Regions from separate parts of the Mus musculus genome. Here region 2 is linked to region 1. The links are chromatin contacts, called in public Hi-C maps. All regions are on one chromosome and are shown on one strand. Each heading gives the region's core, a stretch centred on a gene start, on an enhancer-like site or on the middle of the called end of the contact. The rest is flanking DNA. Distances are from core to core; before and after follow the strand shown. Region 1 overlaps Tns3 (tensin 3). Region 2 overlaps Pkd1l1 (polycystic kidney disease protein 1-like 1).

Evidence for each region. Hi-C and Micro-C count contacts between places; a contact is called where the count stands out from the background.
Region 2: a contact with region 1 is called in a Hi-C map of bone marrow-derived macrophages, with 50 read pairs. The contact joins two enhancer-like sites. A contact is called at or near these places in 7 of 39 promoter capture datasets (the C10 cell line, embryonic stem cells, hippocampal neurons and 3 more), 4 of 15 datasets of contacts at CTCF or cohesin (the NIH/3T3 cell line, embryonic stem cells, large pre-B cells and 1 more), 133 of 484 Hi-C or Micro-C datasets (the 3T3-L1 cell line, 3T3-L1-derived adipocytes, the AML12 cell line and 79 more), 17 of 115 datasets of contacts at active chromatin or transcription factors (CD4 single positive thymocytes, the HPC-7 cell line, the NIH/3T3 cell line and 10 more) and 4 of 9 other capture datasets (adipose tissue, embryonic stem cells, liver and 1 more).

The regions. Positions count from the first base shown.
Region 1 is chr11:8,531,569-8,538,288 of GRCm38.p6, reverse strand. Tns3 (tensin 3) reads left to right here. Exons shown (of 31, transcript NM_001083587.1): 10 at 203-286; 11 at 5,780-5,892; 12 at 6,525-6,585. Among named protein-coding and RNA genes, the nearest start is that of Tns3, 130 kb to the left of the region's middle. Within about 2 kb of position 2,943, at least 7 of the 459 cell types and tissues checked have an H3K27ac peak or open chromatin away from gene starts, as enhancers often do. A contact at or near this core is called in bone marrow-derived macrophages, where this site is marked.
Region 2 is chr11:8,841,446-8,849,142 of GRCm38.p6, reverse strand. It overlaps Pkd1l1 (polycystic kidney disease protein 1-like 1), which reads left to right. Exons shown (of 52, transcript XM_017314870.1): 47 at 85-225; 48 at 4,477-4,602. Among named protein-coding and RNA genes, the nearest start is that of Gm36772, 46 kb to the right of the region's middle. Within about 2 kb of position 1,557, at least 36 of the 459 cell types and tissues checked have an H3K27ac peak or open chromatin away from gene starts, as enhancers often do. A contact at or near this core is called in bone marrow-derived macrophages, where this site is marked.

The DNA of each region.
Region 1 (6,720 bases), core at 1,694-4,193:
TTCAGCATGGCTCCTGCTTTGAACTGAGTGCACTCATGCAGAAAGACGGTGCATGGACAGGTACAGCTCCTTGTGGAAGAAGGTCACTGACCGACGTAGGATGTGCACCCCAGTCATTCATCCATGAGGGGCTGGGCATACCACTGACCTGACATACTTACTTATTCTTCTCACCCCTCTCTCTCCCTCCCTGCTTCCCCAGTGCTGACCAGGCACTGGACAGGTTTGCAATGAAGAAGTTTTATGATGACAAAATTTCAGCTTTAATGGAGCCCTCCCAGAAGCGGTATGTATCTATCTATCCTTGGGGCCAGATGAATATTCTCTGACAACTTCTCTCTGCACAACCATTGTGTCTTACCTAAGAGTATGAGGGAGGGCTTTGCTGGTTCCCAAGGCAAGGATATGAGTCTCATAGGCCTACGTGTTTAGTAAAAGCCTCGTGTCTGGTAAGAACCTGTGTGCTCTCACCCGTGGCTCATTCCCAGAGAGGAAGACACAGAGCCACAGCTCAGTTCAGCCCTGAGAATCCTTGTCTCCTTCAGATAGTGAGCTTTGCTGTCTACAGCCAGCCATGTTGAACTCATTTCTGTCTGCTAGAACAGGGATCAGGGGGCTTGGTAGAGAGACTAGAGGGTGGATGTTTCAGACTGTGGTTTTAGCTCACCAGTGTTCTAACATCAATGTTAGAGACATATCTAGTATGGAAATGAATCAGCCTGATTGTGTTCTAGTTAAGCTTTATTGACAAGCGTGGGGTATCAGATCATCATAGGCTGACTTCTATTCTACAGTGTCAGCTTGTTGAAGCTGGAGAGAATTTCTCTTGGCTGTTCCCTGCCAGCCTGTTCTGGCTGCAACACATAGTAGCCCCTGAAATGTTGGAGTGTAGCAGTCAGAGAACAGGGCTTTCTCTTTTTGAGGCACTCACATAATTGCATTGTAGTTTTGTCTTAACTTCAGAATTTGTCCAAGAATTCTGAAGGCAGCTGTAAAATGGCCCCCAGCTTGGAGATAAGATTTTGTTTTAGCCCCAAACCTTTGTCTGTGAGTGTTGATCCTTTCCATCTGCTTTCTCTAATACAAATGCCGCTGGGCCAGCAGACACGATGATTCCAGTGGTCTGGGCTCACTCAGACAGTTTTCGGTTTGAAAGAATGTGGGCTACATTTTGGGACCGTGGGTTGGAGCCAGGGTATGGTCTGTTTTAGCAACAGGCCCTGACAGGGAAGCAGCTTTTCCAGACTTGAGTATATTATGGTGATTTATTCCACTCGAGCAGCCCCTGTTCGGTTATGAACCCATGAACTATTATTTTTCCACTGAGCAGTTTCCAAAATGGCAACATTCCTAAGACCTGCACAGAAGCTGAGGTGCAAACAAGATGCAACTCCCACAAATGCAAGGACTCAGCAGGCAGGTGTGGCCGCCAGGGCTCACTACTTATAGAAGGGATAGCTTCTAGTGATACTGGGAAGTGTGAAGGAGAAAGAGGGAAAACATCTCATTTTAAAGTGCTTCCAGCTCAGCAGGGTTCAAGTTTGCATTCCAGTTCACTGCTCTGCCCTTGAGATTAGGGCTGCCTTCTTTCTGCCTCTTTTCTTGCCAGCTTGCCTGGTGCCTGCATTAGAAGACACAAACCAAATAATTATTGAGTGGTCTAGCAACTGGGATAAATAAACCTCAGGAAACATGGGAGAGACCAGGAGAAGGTGACGATTGCATTCATGGGCTGTGCATCCCACTGTTTTCTGAATGCCTGTGGGCAGGGCTGCTGTTCTGCAGGTTATGTTAGGACCAAAGTGCAGAAATTATTTCAAAGTAAAGATCACAGTTAAGTCTATTGAGGATGAGGGAGAAATTTAGGACTTGTGGCTGTCTCAACATTTTAAGCAACCATGGAAAAAGAAGGCATCACCAGGACCTTCCAAAGAGGACTGGATCTAGAGCCTACCTATAACCTGCAGATGCTCAAGGCCCTTACATAAAATGGCCTGGAATTTGTGTAGAGCTGATGTGTATTCTTTTGTGTTGTGTACCCTGTGCGTTTTCAAATTTTTATTAGTGTATAAAATAATAGATTTCATTATAACATTTGATAGATGTGTATTATGCATTATTCTTATATTTATACCTCTTATCCTCTTCCCACTGGTCCTCTTTCTTCCCCCAGACAGTTGTGTGTGTGTACACATACGTGAAATCTAGGTTCACATATGAGAGAAGACATATTACCATGATGGTCTTCAGTTCATCCACTTTCCTTTCTTCTTTGCAGCTGACTGTCCATCCACTCTAAACCTTCTAGGTTCCATATAACACTGAACACAGCGTATACGGAATGCCTAGCTGTTACACTGAACACTGAGCGCCTAGCTGTTACACTGCCCCAGTTGTACTGCATAGGGAATCATTAGGGACACATGGGGTAGCAACCCCAGATAGAACCTGCACGTCTCAGGTAAAGATCGGGGTTCTTATCCTCCAGGACATAAGAATAAGGACAGTCCCCCAAACCACACCCTCTGCCGTGCAGTGGTCAAGATGTGTCTTGACAAGTGGTATTCTTGAGGGAAAGCAGGGTCAGCCTGTGCCCTGAAATCCTGGAGCTCCCTCCCCTTTCCCACTATTTTCTGAGCATATAATCTTCAGTCACGACTTGGGTGCAGCTTTCTGATCCCCCACCTCTCAGTACCACCCACTTACCTAGTTCTTTCCATCTTCAAGGTAGCTCAAACAATTAATGGAGGTCAGAGGTCAACCTTGGGTGTCATTCCTCAGGTGCCATCCACCTTGGTTATTTGGAGAAGGACCTCTCACTGACCTGCAGCCTAAGTATAGAGTCCCAGGGATCCCCCTGTCTCTGTCTCCCTATCTCAGGGACTACTCATGCATGAGGCCTGAACCCACAGAAAAGCCATTCATGGTAGCCTGAACCATGTCCATCTCTCAGGCCACAGGGCATATTCTCTAGTTGTATATAGTTCTAATCTCCTTTATCCTAAATGCCTCTAACCTGTGTGAGTGTGAGTGTGAGTGTGTGTGTGTGTGTGTGTGTGTGTGTGTGTGTGTGTGTGTGTGTGTGTGTGTGTGTGTGTGTTTGTGTGTGTATACCTGGTTGAAACCTTGGACTTAGAACCTGTGTAGACGTTCTTACTGTGGGTTCTCTTTGCGTGGGTCCACTGTGAGCTGAGCACCCCCTAGTGGGCGGCTGGGAAGATGACAGTCATTAAGAGTAAGTTTCAATGAGGAAGACTGAGACCTGGTCCTTGAGTGACTCTGTCACAGCTTCCTCATGAGCAAGCTTGTGTAGAAGCACACTTCTGCTGTTACTAGCTGTTGCTGTACAATGGAAGGCGTACTGCTTTTTCTTTTTGTTTTTATTTTATTTAGTTATTTATTTTTTAGGGAGGGTCTTGTGTAGCCTGAGATAATCTTAAACCTGTGATTTTTCTGCCTCTGTTTCTGTAGTGCTGGGATCACAGGTATGTTACCATGCCTGGGAGTGGGGACAGGGGACACCAAACCAAAAAACACTTGGGATAGCAATCCCAGAGAGTCAACCGACATCATGAAAGCCTCCCACCTGTAGTATTGTTAGGAGCTGGTGGCCTCTGGGCAGGGAGAAGTCTCAGATCCCTGAAGAGTGTCTCATAAAGAGAGTGGGAGTCAGTTGGGCGGTGGTGGTGCACAACTTTAATCCCAGCACTTGGGAGGCAGAGGCAGAGGCAGGCGGATTTCTGAGTTCGAGGCCAGCCTGGTCTACAGAGTGAGTTTCAGGACAGCCAGGGCTACACAGAGAAACCCTGTCTCAACCCCCCCCCCCAAAAAAAAAGAAAACCAAAACAAAACAGAGAGTGGGAGTCACAAATCTTCAGGTTGCAGAGCCACATAGGATTTGCCATGTCTGAGGAAATGTTGGATGTGCATCGGAGAAGGAAGTGACCATTACCAACACAGAGCCCTTGAACTTCCAAGTCCCTCTGTGTGAAGGTCTGTCTTATTTGAGGGAGTCATGGAAGAGCCACCCACAGCAGGTCTGGATTACCACAGAGTCCCTTCACAGGAAAGATAAGGACATACATTTCCTAGTGTCCAGGATTGCCCAGAGCTGGGAAGAGGGCAGAGCTATCTTAAGTAGGGTCTTCGGTATTCTACCCAGGCCTTGTGTGTAAGTCCATTACCTTTGCTCAAGGCCACCCACCCAAGGGGACTGATGAGCTCTGCTGTGTACAGAGCGCAGCTGACGGGTCACAAGCTGGTTCTCCCATCCTGCACTTCTCTATAGGAGGCTCGGAACCTTTGCAGTCAGAGTAAACTCCTGGGGCTGGACACCCATGGCCTGCTTACCTGAGTTTCTGGGGAAGGACACCAGGCTTCTGTCACTTGGGAAGTTTTGCCTTCATTGTAACAATGTAGCAATGTGCCACTGGAACTGTGGGATGCTGTCACCACCTGTCTGTCACTGTGGGTTTTCCCTACAGTGAAGGGAATGCTTGTGGATTATATTAAAGCTTTCCATAAGGGTGTTTCTAAGTTGGGAAAGCACTAAAAGTTTTCTGTTTGGTTTATTTTGCCTCCAACTCAGCTGTTTAACCATGATCTCGGTCTGCATTCCAGTGGGCATTTGAAGTGTTTTTGTTCTAAGGTAGAGCCCATGACTGACTGTGTTCATCCAGGGGCTTGGTGAATGTCACTTCCTGCTTCCTGCTCGCTGCATGGACCATTAGTTTGATAGCAGGTCATTTCTTCCTTCTTGCAATGAGTGTAGTACTTTGTTGGAGAAAGGCAAGAAAGCAGACAGATCCCAAGAGACATCTTGAAGGCTCTGGTGAGGATTGGGCCTTAGGGCATTGGCTACCTCAGGGCTTCCATGGGAGCAGGATACAGTTATGCCAGGGAGGGCAGAGGAAGGAATGCTGGAGGCCAGGGGACCATCAGGCCGTGGCAAGGGTACAGCTCATACTCCGGTCATTGCTTTATGAGGGACCTTTGATCATACACAGCGTAGAAACCTCACTCTTGACTGACATGTATGTGGAGGGCTGTGACAGTCAGCTTGGACAATTGAAGTCAGTGCCAGAGTCCATATGGCAAAATTCACATCTTCAGTATATATGAGTGGCCATGGGTGAACCTCAGCTGAGATGAGAGTGCTTTGGAGATGTGTGTGTGGTGTGTGGTGTGTGGTGTGTGGTTTGTGTGTGGTGTGTGTGTGTGTGTGTGTGTGTGTGTGTGTGTGTGTGAGAGCAGGAGGTTAGGGGCCATTGATACCAGCTGCTCGTCATGGCTCATGTGTGTGGAATGAGCAGCTGGCATGCCCCATGTCACTCTGTTTGCCATGCTGGCCTTGCTGGTGATGGGCTTGGGAACAGGTGAGGAGACCTCCAAGGTGTGAGCATCCATGTGTGAAAGAGATCCCAGCACTCAGGAGGCAGAGGCAGGCGGATTTCTGAGTTCGAGGCCAGCCTGGTCTACAAAGTGAGTTCCAGGACAGCCAGAGCTATACAGAGAAACCCTGTCTTCGAAAAACCAACCAACCAACCAACCAAACAAACAAAAAATGACGATGACGTCAGCAGTTCTCAGAGCTGTGGGCGGAGCCTCAGTGAAGCAGTGACTCCCCATGACAAGCATAGGATGATAATTAATTGTTCCTTGTATACAGTGGGACAAGGTGTCCCCAGGATCTCCAGATGCAGTTCCCATTCTGTACTGCCTGCCGCTAGACTCAGCAGCTGTGAATTGGCTGTGGAGTCTTAGCCGCTGTCTCCTGCAGGTACGTGCAGTTTCTCAGCGGGCTACTGTCTGGAGCCATGAAGATGAACACCTCACCTCTGTTCCTACACTTCGTCATCATGCATGGTGTCCCCAGCTTTGACACTGGAGGAGGTGAGAGACTTCCCCAGCCTAGACTAGAGAGAGCCCTCAACAAGCAGCCCTTTCCTCCTGGGATACCTAGGTTCTGTTGCTATGGTTACAGTGTGTCAGCAGAGCTCCAGCTTGGGGATTACAAAGAGCCTTGTAGCCAGTACATGAGCTCCTGCTAGGCCAGGGTCACCCTGAATCAGCAGCTCTGTAGAGGTTCAGCTGTGTGCTTCTTCTCAAGGTTTCCACAGCTTTGAGAGAATCCAGCGCAGTAGACCATCCCCTAACGCACCATCCTTCCTTCTTCCTCTGTGACATATTCCCTGACTCCCTGTTCCATGTAGGCACTCCCAGCATATGGCCAGAGACCTTGCCCCCTGTCCCCTGCAGGTGCTCACAGCTCGTGTCTGGGACAGAGCCTGTCTCTTGCTCCCTGGCTGCACCCATGCAGGTGTTCAATCATCAGTTGATTGTAGCTGTAGCTTCTAGTCCCCCTGATCACCAGGAGTAAGGTGAACTTACAGAACTACAGGTTGTCTTTAACTCCCTGCCCCCATGGCCTTCTGGTTGGAGGCCCAACCATGTTCCTTTGTTGGTGGAACATCTGTGCATGTGTTCACGATCCTGTCTTTCCTTGGCCTGTGCCTCTCTTTCAGCTTGCCGGCCCTTTCTGAAGCTCTACCAAGCTATGCAGCCTGTGTACACATCTGGAATCTAGTAAGTGCCTGGCGTGTGCTGGGTTTTTCGGGTGACTTGGGGAAGGATTGTGAAATGGGTTCTCTCCCACAAGAAGTAGAGCAGGGAGGGCCAGCCATGCTAAGGTCCCTAAGCTGCTGTTCTGAGAGGTGCATG
Region 2 (7,697 bases), core at 308-2,807, 310 kb before region 1:
TTTGACAGTCAACTTGTCACCAGAGTGTCAGGGATGCTGAGGCTTCCCTTGGCCAACTGAAGGACCTTTCTTCTCGTCTTGCAGCTCTCTATGGTTGGAGTAGCAATAGCCTACTATGCAGCCTCTGGTCACCTCACTACTCTTGCTGTGAACATCACCGACCAGTTCCACAAAGGACTTTATCAGAGGCTTGTGGACATCGGCCTGATGGTGTCATGGCATCAGGTACATACAATAGGAGACTCAGGGCTACCCAGAAAGAGGCCACAGCTGTTATTGTTCTATGGCATCTGTCACACAAGGACAAGAGGGATCAAGGTGATGAATGTGTTCTGTAGAATTTTGCTGTATGCTCACAGACAGTGGTACTGAGAGTAGTGAGATTTGAAGACCATCCCACATGACCACTCGTTGGGCCTCCATGCCTGCTGTGTGAAGTAGAACTCATGGACTTACAGCAGCGTGAGGAAGCAGGTGTCAGCCAACATCAATTACAGTAAGGAGGCTGGCACTAACATGATGCATAGACACATCATGTGTCCTCTCTTTCTAGCTGGTGATGGTCTTAGACAGAGATGTTTCCAATAAGTGATCACCATGAGACTCAGGGAAAGAAACAGGGGTCATGAAAGGGAGAAATACCCTCTCTAAGACCCTGTATCTCTACCCCACAGATTCTCTAAGCTTCTTTTCTACATACCTTGAGATCTGTCAGTGACCCAGAGCCATTCCATACCTAGAGTACCCTTACACCCTGGGCAAGCTGCTCCTGGAACAACCCAAAAAGAAGGGGGACTTGTTCCCCTCTAACTACAGTGTTCCCAGCTCTACCTCCTCTCTTTAACTTCACTCTGCCTACTTGTATGAAGCACCCTGGACCCAGTTCTCCTTTCTGTTGTGTGGGGAGCCTTAGAGGGCACAAGGCTGGTGGTCTTCCTCTACCACAGCTCCACCCTTCCTTTCCTGGATAAGTGGTACCACTCTTGTTCCTGTCTCCTCAGAGGTCATATCAACTCCTACCCATCTTCTCCTCTGCCTTCCCACCCTCTATAATCTGGGCAAACCTTGGGGCAGAAACACAAGACTGTTCCTAACGTAACCACTGCAGCTGGGGAAACTAAAGGCCCAGAGAGTGGAAGGACCTTTCTGTAGCCAGAGTGGCCAAGCTATGGAGACATCAGAGACTCTTCAGTCTTGGGGGAAGATGTGCTTTGAGTGTTCTAAGCAGATTCTTCCTGAAAGACAAAAATAACTATCCTCTCCCCATTGTAGTTGTCACTAGAACTGTGACTTCATGAGTCAGCCCTGCCCCTCCCACCCCAGCCAAGGAACGGAGCACTTGCATAAGGGAAGCCCTGAGGCTATACTTCCTACTCAGGGGTGTTGAGCTCCATAGGCACCCATGAGTGGCAAGGCTAGGCACAAACCAGGTAGATATCTTCACATCATGAGCAGCTGGCACTCCCTTACTGAGCCGGGTCCTTGCCTCCATGGTACTGTGAAACACATTCATTGTGCACATTGTTGATCCATGCACAGAGAGCAGCAAAGGCCATCCTGTGTTGAGCACCAGGAGCAGAAGGATTCCAGACACTTCTACATCTTAGATTGTAATTTCCACAACTTGTAGGAATCTAGTGTGGCAATCACAAAAATCAAGACACGCATCCTTTTTTTCCTACAGAGGCAGGAGGCTGGGGCAATGGAAGGCTAGAAGTCATAGTAAGCCCATCTTCCAAGGCTCAGCAAAGCTGCCCCAAAGAACTAGAATTTAGTCTGTGTGGAGAGACATTATTCACAGCTGGGAGAACCTTGAGAGTAGCTTCCTGGGGCTCCATAGGCTTTGGTGTTTGAAGACTCGCTGTTTTTAGACAGACAGGATCAGAGCTCACACTGTTCCAAATGGCTTCTCTTTGTCTTGGGATGTTTTGTTCTCAGCCACCCTAGGGCCCTCTTACAAGGACTTTGCATCTACTGAGATGTGTGTGCTACACTATTACTTGGTTCTCTCTCATACACCAAAAGACCAGAAGCACTAGGAAGGAAGTTTACCAGTTTGTTCCCTACTGTTCCCCAGCATCAGCATGGGGCCTTACTGTCTCATCACTGGTAGGCGTTCTGGTCTACCTTTCCTGTGTGTCTATAGTCATCTGCATTTCTTTTCTGCCAGGGAGCTTCAGCTCACTGTCTACTCTGCCCTTCGACCACAGCTATACATTCTCTGGATTCTGATGCCATTAGAGCCTAGAGTTTCCTTGCCTGTGTTGAAAGCCCACTGGGCTGGCTTTCCTGAAACTCTCTATAGGATGCTCTTCTCACTGAGGTGGGCAGAGCAGCTCTTCTAGGCATGTAGTGAGGAGACATGGGAATCTGTCAGCACACTCTTAGTGAGCACTGGGTCTCTGAAATGGGTTCACCTTTCTTAGCCTTCCTTCTTCATAGTGTGCTATCTTTCTCATCATGTTTGCTGCTGCCAGAATCTTGCCTGGGATGACTTCCTCTTCCCTAGGGATTCTATTACAGCCAGGTACCAATTTCTGGGCCTTCACTTAGCTCTTGAGTAGAGCTGTCCTGGTAAAGCTTTGTCCTGCCTGACACTCTCTGGTCCTGCATCATTTGTCCCAACCACTAGAAAACCAATTATTCTTTTCACACACAGTGCCTGTGGTACAGCTCAAACTGGTCAAAGCTGGGTACCTCTAACACTCCATGAGGCTAAGTTTGGTATGCAAATTTCTATTTTCTGCTGAATATATTATTTTACATATATTGGTCTAAATAAAACACAAAGTAAATTTCCCTGCTTATTTTTGCCAACTAAATTGCAGCTATCATTAAATTTACAGTTCTGCCCAGAGCTCACATTGTATTTCGCCTTGCCAGTGCTGACTACAGTCTCAATCATCTCTGTTTTTCCCAAGCATAGCTTCATCTTGTTGTCTTGAAGTGACCACAGGTATGCCAAGCATATTTCACAGAGACATCTATCCATCAAGTAACATACTATCTAGTAAAACAGGTCATGGTGACCCATGTATACCACAAATGACCCCACTCATGCTCCAAGAGAGCGAGCATCACAGTCCACTCAGAAACAGCACTGGTAACAGCCTCTGACCTTATAGCCAGGTACCTGAGTAGTAAGCTGTGATGGCTGAGAGGCCTGTCACTGTCTTAGACCAGATGAGCTTGTAGCTGAAGCCTACAGCCTCAGCCTCAGCTCTTATTTAACTGTACAAGTGTAACAAGCTTTCTCAAGTTTGAAATACATGTTGTAAAATTTAAGGTGTTTTCTAGGATAAGAGAGAAGAAGAAGATATATGCATATCCCTCTAGGCACATGATATGTATCCTATAAATAAATATGATAATGAAAACAGTTAAGAAGGATTTCTGGTAGCCTACCAATCAGATATAGACAAGAAAGGAGTCCCTAGGGAGGTCATAGGTGTGCTCTCCAATGTCATGGTCACTTACCTCCTAAGAGTATAGAGAAAGAAGTATGGTCAGCTCAAATTGAGATGTGCTATAAATATAAAATACTTGTTGAATTTAATAAATTCAATCTGTAAACATCTCTACTTGCGCTGAATGCACATACTATTTTTTATATATGTTGGTCTAAATAAAATGCATAAATCTCCTTGCTTAATTTCACCTGTTAAGTCACCGCCACCAGAAAATGTAGTTCTACCTAGTCTCACATTGTATCTCCTCTCCAGGACTGGCTATGGTGTCAATCATGCCTGTTGTGTCCTCCCCCATCTTACTGATTCATAGGGACCACAGGTGTGCTAGCCTCTCACAACTTCCCCCCACGTCTCAGTTCTTACAGACACACTGAAACCTTGGTCCTTTGCTCTCTTGGTCACTTTCTAGCTTACTCAAGCACTTGGCGTTCACTTCTTTCTTTCTGCTGGGGAGAGGAGGTCAGGCCTCCTTAGAGAAAGCATTTCTCTCAGCATTAGTTGCCAGCTTCCGAGGGACCCCGGGGGTTGTGAGTACCTGTGTTGGACCTCAGCTCTGGAGTGTGCCCCTGGGCATTCTGCTATGCATCTTTCGTCCTGCCACTTTGTTTATCTGCGCCAGAGACTCCAGAGCTATAATGTGGGAGCCCTTCTAGTTATATCTTCAAGGAAAGCACTGCTAACGTCTGACAGAAAGAGTACAACCTGTCACTGCTGCCATGGCCCTGCCCTGACAGCACAATGTGCTGGGCCTCAGAGGGGAAACAGCCAGACCTGTTCTGCCTATCTCAACCAACCTGCCCTCCTGAAGACATCTTATGTATTCTGAAACCTGTTTCTGACTTGTTCTCCTCTGCAGACACTGTCACTTGGTGTCCCTGGGATACCTGTGGTCTGAACAATTCCTTAAACGAGCCCGTGTTTCAGCACGGCTCACAGGTGTGTGCCCGTGTCTCCGCCTCCTAAGATCATTGGCAGGATTCACTGAACTGCTGTGTTCTTCCCTCAGAGGGCGCGATGCCTCCAAGGAATCCTCTTGTTCCTCTGGATGTTGAAATATGTTCATCTTCTCAGCTCTCTAAGCACCATGACACCCTTCTCAGCAGTGACCTGTTTTCCTCTCTTCAGAGTCTTGGTAAGAATCTTGCCCCCTTCTCCAGTGCTTTTTCCTAGTCAACCAATACATTGGCTCACTCTGGTCAGGTAAGGGATGGCAAACTCCAAAGGGTCACACACCATTGCCAATTCTAGCCTCCGAATTGATTACAGTGGGGTTTAGATAAGGGATGTCAGTATAATAAATTACCTCTGTGACAGCAGCAGTAGCCATGGTTTACTAAACACTGGCTCTGTGTTTTGCTTTCTCACAGAATATTATAGTTATTTCCTGTGGTCATTACCACCTACAGATCTCTCTGTAAGTGCCAGGGATAGTGTGGAGGGCCTTTTGTATGTGAACATGCTCCATGATCACAACAGGCTGCGGTCAGGAATGGTGGTTTTATTAGAAGATGGAGCAAGGAGCTGTGAGAGGAGATGGGACTTGCCTTGGGACTGTAATTTTTAGGTGCCTTGATAGCCACATGCTGCTTCTATATCCACGTGTCACCCAAGTCTTTCACACAGACTTCTCCAGTCACGTGCTAGAATACATTTTGTATTATTTACCTCACTTGAGGAAACATACAGCATCTATAGAACACAGAAGTAAACGCCACTCAGGACAAAAGTGGCACCATGGGTATATGGTGCTGCATATATGCATGAGTTTGGGTATACCTGTTTGAATGCATGCTTGGGAATGCCTGATTTCCATCCAGAGATAGACCAAAAGTTTTTACTGGAGAGTGAAGGCCCAAATCAGGCACAGAGTATGGCTTAGGGCTCTGATGAGGTACCTGGCTGCTAGTCCTTCTAAGCATGCCCCAGTTGGAAAGGAGTTGGCTCTAGACCCATAGGCCTAGCACAGCACAGGTTCCCACCACTGCAGCAAATGGCACTGACATCAAATCTGAGAGAATCACTTGGTCAGTTGGCTACTGTGAGGAGACTCATGTTCTCGAGGCCCAAGGCTCACAGAGGCCCACAAGGGCCCGAGTACAAGTCTCCTGCTCCACAGAATATAGACCCCAGACCTTGCTGGGCCTGTACTTAGAGGAGCAGGTCAGCAAATGAGAGCAGAAAGAGTAGACCTCAGCATCTAAGCTACATGTCAACCCAGGCGGCTCCTACTCAACTCACAGATGCCACCAGAGGCCAGTTAATACACCTGCCAGCAAACTAATGGCTTATGTGTGTCTAGGAGGGTGGCTTACTGTTGTGTCCGGCCAGCAGACCACAACCTGGGTTCTAGCCTGGAAAGGCATTTTGGAAACCTGGAAGAGAAGAGGGGCTAGGTGGCGAGAGAAAAGAATGTAGCCAAGACAGTTACTCTGATCAAGGCTCAAATTTTATTGTTGCGACACTAGTTATGAAGGAAGGGGGAGGGGACCCGATTTCCGCCGAATAATCTCTGGTCCAGTAGAAAGGTGCACGTGTGTGGCTCCGCAGGTTCCAGCAGTGGGCGTGGCAGAACGAATGAGCAGGAAGCTCCACCCCTGAGCAAGCAGGTTTCAGGCTAGGGGAGGGGAGACTACATCTCCTCCCTTTTATTAACAAAATTTAAAAAAGAAAAAGCTGGCCTGAGGGGGGAAAAATTATCTATGCTCAATAGTTCTGCCTGGAATCTAGGGCTAAAGAAAAAACTTGCTTTCATGGGATTCCTTAACTTTTCTTATGGTAAACTGTATAAGGCTAAGACTGTCCTTTCTTATCTTAGTGAACAACTAACTGAAAAGCCTGGAGCTGTAGGCTCTGACTTTATAATGCTAATTAGTACTTGGTAGGTAACTTTCTAGTTGAATTTTAAGTAGGGCATTGGAACTCTGGCTAAGTTTGACTGAACAAATATGAAATACACTATAATAACACTAAGTTGATATTTCTCCGCTTTTTTGGATGATAGGTGGGAAACAGGGAGAAGGAGTTCGACCGGCTCTTGTTACAAGGCCAATTGGCTTTTTTATTTGGGTGGGAGGCAGTGAAGGGCTTGCCCTTTCAATAGTACGTCTCCAATCTCTCTCCCCCCTATTGATTAAGTTAAATAAGGCAACGCTTAACTGAGGTGATCAAATGATTTTCTCATCCGTAGATGAGTGGGCTTTTAACCTTGGCTTGGGTGGACATGGACCCGATTCCTCTCGTGGGTATTGATAAAACCCACACATGTGGCTCTGGGTATCTTTTGGGGAGGCGAGGCAGAGCCGGAAAATATTTTTGATTTTTAACCAAAATATGATACCAACCTCTTTTAAACCAGGTTTATCTCACAGGAAACTCAGAAATGGTCAAGCCGGACCTTCCCTTGCAGTATCTCTGCACCAAGCGATGCCCATACTGAATTTGTACAATCACAAACCAGTATGCACAGTTTTGAGTGCTGTGCAGCTCCTAAAGGAGAATTATCAACCTCAGAATTAGCAAAGCCTAAGCAAGAATTATGTCGTTAGTAACACCACGATTTGTGGCTAAAATAGGAGCTGGAAGTCGTTTCTCTTCATCCCTGTTTTTTTCACAGCCTAAGGACACCTTGCAGTAACAGCAAGGGTGAAAAGCCAGAGGTCAGCTAAGGGACTAAGCCTGTCTATCAAAATAAAAACCAATCTTTATTAATATAGAAATATTTACTTTTTTAGCCCTCTTGGTAAACCTAATTTTTAACTCAGACTGAAAGCCACATGCTGGAAATGTCCTTGGAAAGAAGATAACAGCAGCCACCTGTGTGCTCTAGGGGCAGGGGGATGCACATCCGCTGGTTTGCCTCGAGAATGTTGATTTACCTGCTTGAAAGACAAAATCTCGGACAGTGAGAAAGTAGGAAAGCAGAACTTCTTTTGGGGAACTCTAGGTACTTTATTTAAATGTAAATTGTAAAGCTGAGGCTAGTCTCCGGCCTCTTGTCGGGAGCTGGCTTAGAGAGTAGCTTTTTTCGGAGTCTGAGTCCTCAAGCCGACTTTTAAGCAAGAGGAATTTTAGTCCTTAAGGTGATACTTTAGAAGATTTAGAATCTGTGTTTATCTAACAAATTAATTTATCTGGCAGCCACTGCGCTCTATCTTCATCTCGTGAAAAAACACAAACTGAGTCCCTACCCCAAATTAGAACTGGATCTGGACCCTTCAATTCGTTAGT